2 separate regions of the Arachis hypogaea genome follow, and region 1 is linked to region 2. A link is a contact called in public Hi-C data. All regions are on one chromosome and are shown on one strand. The core of a region is the stretch at or near the end of the contact, and the rest is flanking DNA. Distances in the headings are between cores, read along the strand shown. Region 1 holds the start of LOC112751234. Region 2 has its middle 37 kb from the start of LOC112751232.

Evidence for each region. A called contact is a pair of places that touch in the nucleus more often than the background predicts.
Region 1: a contact with region 2 is called in a Hi-C map of an unstated tissue, with 6 times the contacts expected there. The contact joins the promoter of LOC112751234 here to the enhancer-like site in region 2. A contact is called at or near these places in 2 of 8 Hi-C or Micro-C datasets (leaf and an unstated tissue).

What each region holds. Positions count from the first base shown.
Region 1 is chr15:148,873,726-148,876,772 of arahy.Tifrunner.gnm2.J5K5, forward strand. It overlaps LOC112751234, which reads left to right and starts at 1,631. Exons shown (of 9, transcript XM_025800301.3): 1 at 1,631-1,819; 2 at 1,898-1,954; 3 at 2,477-2,574; 4 at 2,951-3,020. The coding sequence starts at 1,760.
Region 2 is chr15:148,809,623-148,812,534 of arahy.Tifrunner.gnm2.J5K5, forward strand. No RefSeq gene overlaps it. Among protein-coding and RNA genes, the nearest start is that of LOC112751232, 37 kb to the left of the region's middle. Within about 2 kb of position 1,324, at least 3 of the 3 cell types and tissues checked have open chromatin away from gene starts, as enhancers often do.

The sequences.
Region 1 (3,047 bases), core at 381-2,880, 64 kb after region 2:
TTACTATTACTATTTGTCCTTTTTATGACCTCCTCTAGAGTAAAGTAACAGGTTGTTTTTTGTACCTTATATGACATATTCCATGGCGTCTTTTTTCCTGCGAACTGAATGGTAGCGGAGTCTGCTAGTACCACACTGTAAGGTTCATTTCCATTGTAGTTGTTGGGACGGAGACTGCTGATAGGACTGTTACCCATAATTAATAACTAACTCACTTTTCTTCTAATAATCTATATGCACGCTTTGCTTTCATTACAGGTGCAAATTAAATAGGTAGTTAATTAGAACTTACAGGGAAGCAAATAGCGGTATTCTAACGCAATATTATTTTGCTGGCATCTAATTCCTCCTCTATCTCATTTCTCATTCTTTGCCTTGCTTTATTTCCTTTATTCGATTCATCATCACTAATAGGCTAGCATTATCTTATCCGTATCTTATTCTAAAATCTGTATCCATATTTCATAGTCAGTCAAGGAAGAGAGATTCTTTCATCCTCTATATAGTACAAAATTCTCACTTCTTTATTTTAGTTATATGTATCTTCTCTCTTCTCTAACTAATTTTTTTAACCAATTGCGGTTGGTCTATACTTAGTTTATTAGTTAGTTTATGATTATGATAAATGTACACCAAAATCAATTATCAGCATAAAATATAAGTTGAAATATAAATATATATTCAAAATAAATTAAACCACATATGTATTTATACACAAATACATCTGTTACTAATTTTAATATATAAATATCTTTTTTGTTAGTTTAAATATGTGATAGGTTTAGAATTTCATTTTGTACAAATAACTAGGGGTGTTCGCAGTGCGGTTTGCTTTGGTTTTAAGGGAAAAAGTCATCCGATTCGAACGCTTAATTTATGTGTGGTGCGGTTTGGATTGGATGAACTTTTTTTGAAAATCCAATCCGATCGATCCGATCCAATTACAAGCGGTTTGGATCGGTTTGGATTTGCGATTTTTTAAATAAAAAAATTAAATACATATAACAAGTCTTAACATCAAATTTTAAATAATCAACAATGACATAACAAGTCTTAACATATCTTAAAAAAGCCAACGATAACATAACAATAGAAATAAAATTATAGGTTAGTTAAAATAAATAAATAAATAATATTTTAAACATAAAATATTTATTAAATAATAATAATACATGAATAATAGAAAAATGTATAACAAATTGAACATGTTATAAATATAATTGTAAGTATAATAATTAAATAATAATATTATATCACATTGTGCAGTTTGGATTGGATTGGATCGGTTATGAAAAGTAGATCCGAAATCCAATCCAATCCAGTGGTTTGCAAAAAATAGAATCCAATCAAATCCGAATTAGTGTGGTTTTAATCGGTTTTCGGTTTGGATTAGATTAGATGAACGGTTTAATTTGGATCGGTTTAAATTTGAACACCCTATAAATACCAACTTATTAACTAATGACAAATTAATCCTTAACTTATGAACTGGAAGATATTGTGGAGACAAAAATTATTATCTTATTTGGGTCATGAATACCAAAAATATCAAGATGTTTTTGGGTGCAACTCTTATCAGCCCGGATTTTTGGGCCAATTAAATGGGCTCTATTGGCTCACAAAAACCTTTGTTGCAACGAGAGGAAACAAAGTTTGCGACCATCAGCGAGCTGCAACAAAAATACAAATCTAACTCCTCGCCTTTCCCTGTCCAAAAAAAAAACCTCCTCGCCGTCGCCGGCAAAATTCGTCGGAAATTATGAAGCTGAAGCAGTTGGAAGGCCTCCTCGGTGGTCTTGACCAGTTCCCAAACCCCAAGGTTTCTCTCTTTCTCACTTTCATAGTCACTAACTTCTTTTTCTGAATCACACCTTTCTGTGTGTGTGTGTGATGAAAGGTGGAGCTTGAACAGTACCCAACGGGACCCCATATAGCTTCTCGAATGCTCTTCACGGTATTCCCCTCCTTCCAATTTCGTTGTCTTTTTTTATATTATTATTATTAGTAATATTATTTATTCATTTTCTTCTGCCATGTTTGGTACTGAACTTTGGTTCTTCCTTCTCCCTTATCTGTTTGCGTACGTTAAAGGTTCGTACTTTACTCATTAAAGATGTCTTTTATATATGTAATTTGCTTGTTTGTGGTGGAAGTTGACCACACCCCATTTTTTATGCTACATTTCAAATACTTGAATTACATTTGATGTGGTTATTAATATATGGTTGTGGCTTGTAGTAGCATCTGGAATTATTTGAGTGATTTTCTTTGTGCATTATTGATGCTCCTCGGATAAGTTCTATTACTTGCAGTAGGGATTGATAGGGAGGGTATTGTAGTAAATTAATCAGTGTAATGGTGTGAGTGTAGACGTGTAGTTTGTGAGCTTGAATAAGGTTTCTAAAGGTAAATTAGTAAAATGTTCTGTTTTTTCAGTGGCTGAAATCTTGTTTGCTTTATAATCCATGTGAATCAGGCAGAAAATTCTTTTGAGGACATAAGTAACAAAGTAGTGGCTGACTTCGGATGTGGTTGCGGTACGTTAGGTGTTGCAGCTGCTCTTCTGAGTGCAGAGTGAGTTGAATCCTTTCCCTGCTACTTTTGCAGGATAGTTTACCGGATTGTCTTATTTTAGTTTGTCATTCGCTTCCTGGTATTATGCTGTCTAAACTTGAGTGACATTAGAATCAAATTTGTTATAGTTAACTCTAAACTTGTGTACTACTAGTATTGTATAGAACAAATCTATAGTTTCCAAGTTTGGAACTGTTCAGTGTTTCATGCACATGGTCACATAGCAGTTGTTTGTAGGTAATCAAATAATAAATTCTGAAATTCAAAATCATGTTTGACAAATGACAATGGCTTAAAAAATACATATTTTCGTTTTCTAAGATCAATCCTGTATTACATATCTAATATTCTCTTGATTTGTGTTAGCATTGATCAGACATGTTCTCAGCATTGACATTGATCCAGAATCTCTTGAAATAGCATCTCTTAATGCTGAGGAACTTGAGGTATTTTATATCTCTGTCGAATATTAT
Region 2 (2,912 bases), core at 74-2,573:
TTTGACATATCACTTTTCTGAAGTAGCTTCATCTTTATTACCCTTCAACCTTTGAAACTACTTTAATTTATACTAGTTTATTTACTTATATAGTTACTTACATCGTTCAAAGTTCAAAATTGAATAAAAGAAATGATATTCACTATTTATATTTGTGTAGTATAACTCATAATAATTAATGAGGAGTGCTAGGAGACCAGCAATTTTGTTAAATTCTGGCCAGTACTTAATCATCAAAAGAAAATTGAATGATTCTACACTATTAGATACAATCTCACACCATTAAAAATATCATTGATGACTAATTAATGGCTAAAAATCACAAAATCTGCTGTCCCTAGACTTTCTCATAATTAATTTGGTGTCACTTTCAGTGCAAATATCTATCTACCGAAAGGACAAACCTATCCAGAAAATCCGGATCTAAAAAAAGGTAACAATTATATGATTGCATGCATCTATTGATTAAAGACATCTACTACTATTTTTCCCTTTTTGCATGCATATGTAACTTTGTTAAATCATTCAACTTTATTTATTATTGCCACTCGCGTGGTAAAAGTTACATGTAATAATTTAAGTAACACTTATTCATTTAATTTCACCTTTCTTCACCCCAACAATTTATCTCCCTTTTCTTTTGTCATGAGTTGCATCAAAGATCAATAAGCACGGATTATTTTATTATATATATAAAAAAAAAAGAAAATATATAAGTTTAATTGTAGTATACTAGTAGTTAGAAGATCCTAGGGCTCAGGAGAAAAGAAAAACTGTCACTAAAGAATTATGTATAGAAAGGGAAATTTTAGGTTTAAAAATGTACAAAGTGTCGGTTTCTACTCTCTTTTTTATTTCTTATTTTTTTCCTCACATACTTATTTTATAGTGGTAAAAGATATGGCATTTTATTTGTATTATTTTATCAAATTTTTTATTATTACATTTTTTTATAATTTTTTTTTGTCAGATGAATTAGACAACTTCCAATTTTAGGTATTATACAACACACCTACATATTCTTCACACATTTATTACATATTGCAGCAACAGCTAGGATATTTTTTTTATCGGTTGCAATCGGCAGAACTCGAATCCAAAATCTCTAGATGAAGAGAGACAGACTATGTCATTTAAGTTATAACTTTTCTGTACGTAAAATTAGCAAGTAAGTCTCTTGATGAAGGCCGAAGCCATAGGGGTGAGAAGCCCAAATTAAAATGAAGCCAATATGTTCTGTATTGTCTAATGACTAATGTGTATTGTGTAACATTAACATGCATACATAATGGGCCAAATTATCTCACATTGTTTTTGGACATTATTTCACATATTATATTGTTGTATTCTTATAAAAAAAACATATTGGTGTATAAAGCTAATGCAATGTATGTGAGTATGACTAATGACCAAAAAACCAAAAGGATACTACAAGATTCACTAAAAAAAATAAAAAAATAAAATCCTCTACGAGATATTTTTTTTTAATGCTCTAAATTTTTTTTTTGGACTTGTCAAGAGTAGCGTTATAAGCTAGTAACCAGTCCCCCCTCAAAAATTTAACTTTACAACAATTAAAGTGATGTTGGCCCAATTAAAAGCTGAAAGGAAAAAGTTTCAGATTTGAAAAAAAATAACATGACGAGGGATTTTTTAAAAAGAAATTGTGGTATTTGTCCATATAAAAGTATGATATATTGTGTTAATATAGATTTATTTATCATTATTAGATGAAGTACGAAGCTAATTTCAATCGAGCTTATCTCTTATCTAATCATTAGAAAAATGTGGATTTTCTCTCGTGTGTTATTTCAGATCATTTTGATTATTTTAGCCGTTAATTTTTAGTATCTGTGGATCATTTTATTATAACTGAAATTAAATAAGTCTAAATTTCAAAAATTTAATTCATAAAGTAAAAAATATCTAACACTAATAAATTATTTAAAAATTTTATTTTTAAAAGATGTAAAATTTGTAATAAATTTTTTTATGTTCACGAATGGTCATTAGAAGCGTGACTATTTATGTGAATAACCTAATAATACTAAATCGAATAATTTTGATATTATATTAAAATTAAAATTATCTAAGTTTAACTCAATTTTAAAAAACTAATTTATAAATTGAGAAATGCATTACATTTATAAACTATTTAAAAAGACTTTATTTTTTAAAGATCTAAAGTGATTTCTAATACATTCTATTTCATACGTGTAGCAATATAATTATTGCATCATACAAAGTGCACTCACAGCCGCAATTAGATATAGATATTCTTCATATAAAAATGGTTATGCATATTATATGAAGAGATTCTGTTATTCAGAGTAGAGAATAAAATTATTAGCTAGATTCTAACATGTTTATATGATTACGTAAAGTATTGTTAAAATATCGTAGTTATCATAATTACCATAATACAAGTATTCTAGAATGCACCAAATTCTTACCCCATATTGATTGATAACTATCAGTTATTTACCTTTTTTTGTTATATCTTCTTTTTTTCCTTTAATTACATAATAAATTAATGTATAAAGGAAGAATCACTTTTCATCAGAATATTATACCGAGTTTGAATGAAGTTAAATCCCAATACATGAGAAAGTGGCACACCTTTGCTTTCCATGAGTGCAAATAATAATGTTTGATCCATGTTTCATATATATGCAACATGCAAGTAATATTGTTAAATTTTAAGAGCATCTCTAATGGATAGTTTTTATTTTATTTTATTTTAAATCTATAAGGTGTTATATATATAAATATTTGTAAAATTATATATAATTTTTATTTAAAATTTAATATAAAATTTGTCGTTCTAATAATAACATTACAATAACATTATAATATTTATTTAATAAATTATATAAGTGGATAATATTTCACTGTCTTCAATATGAATTTTT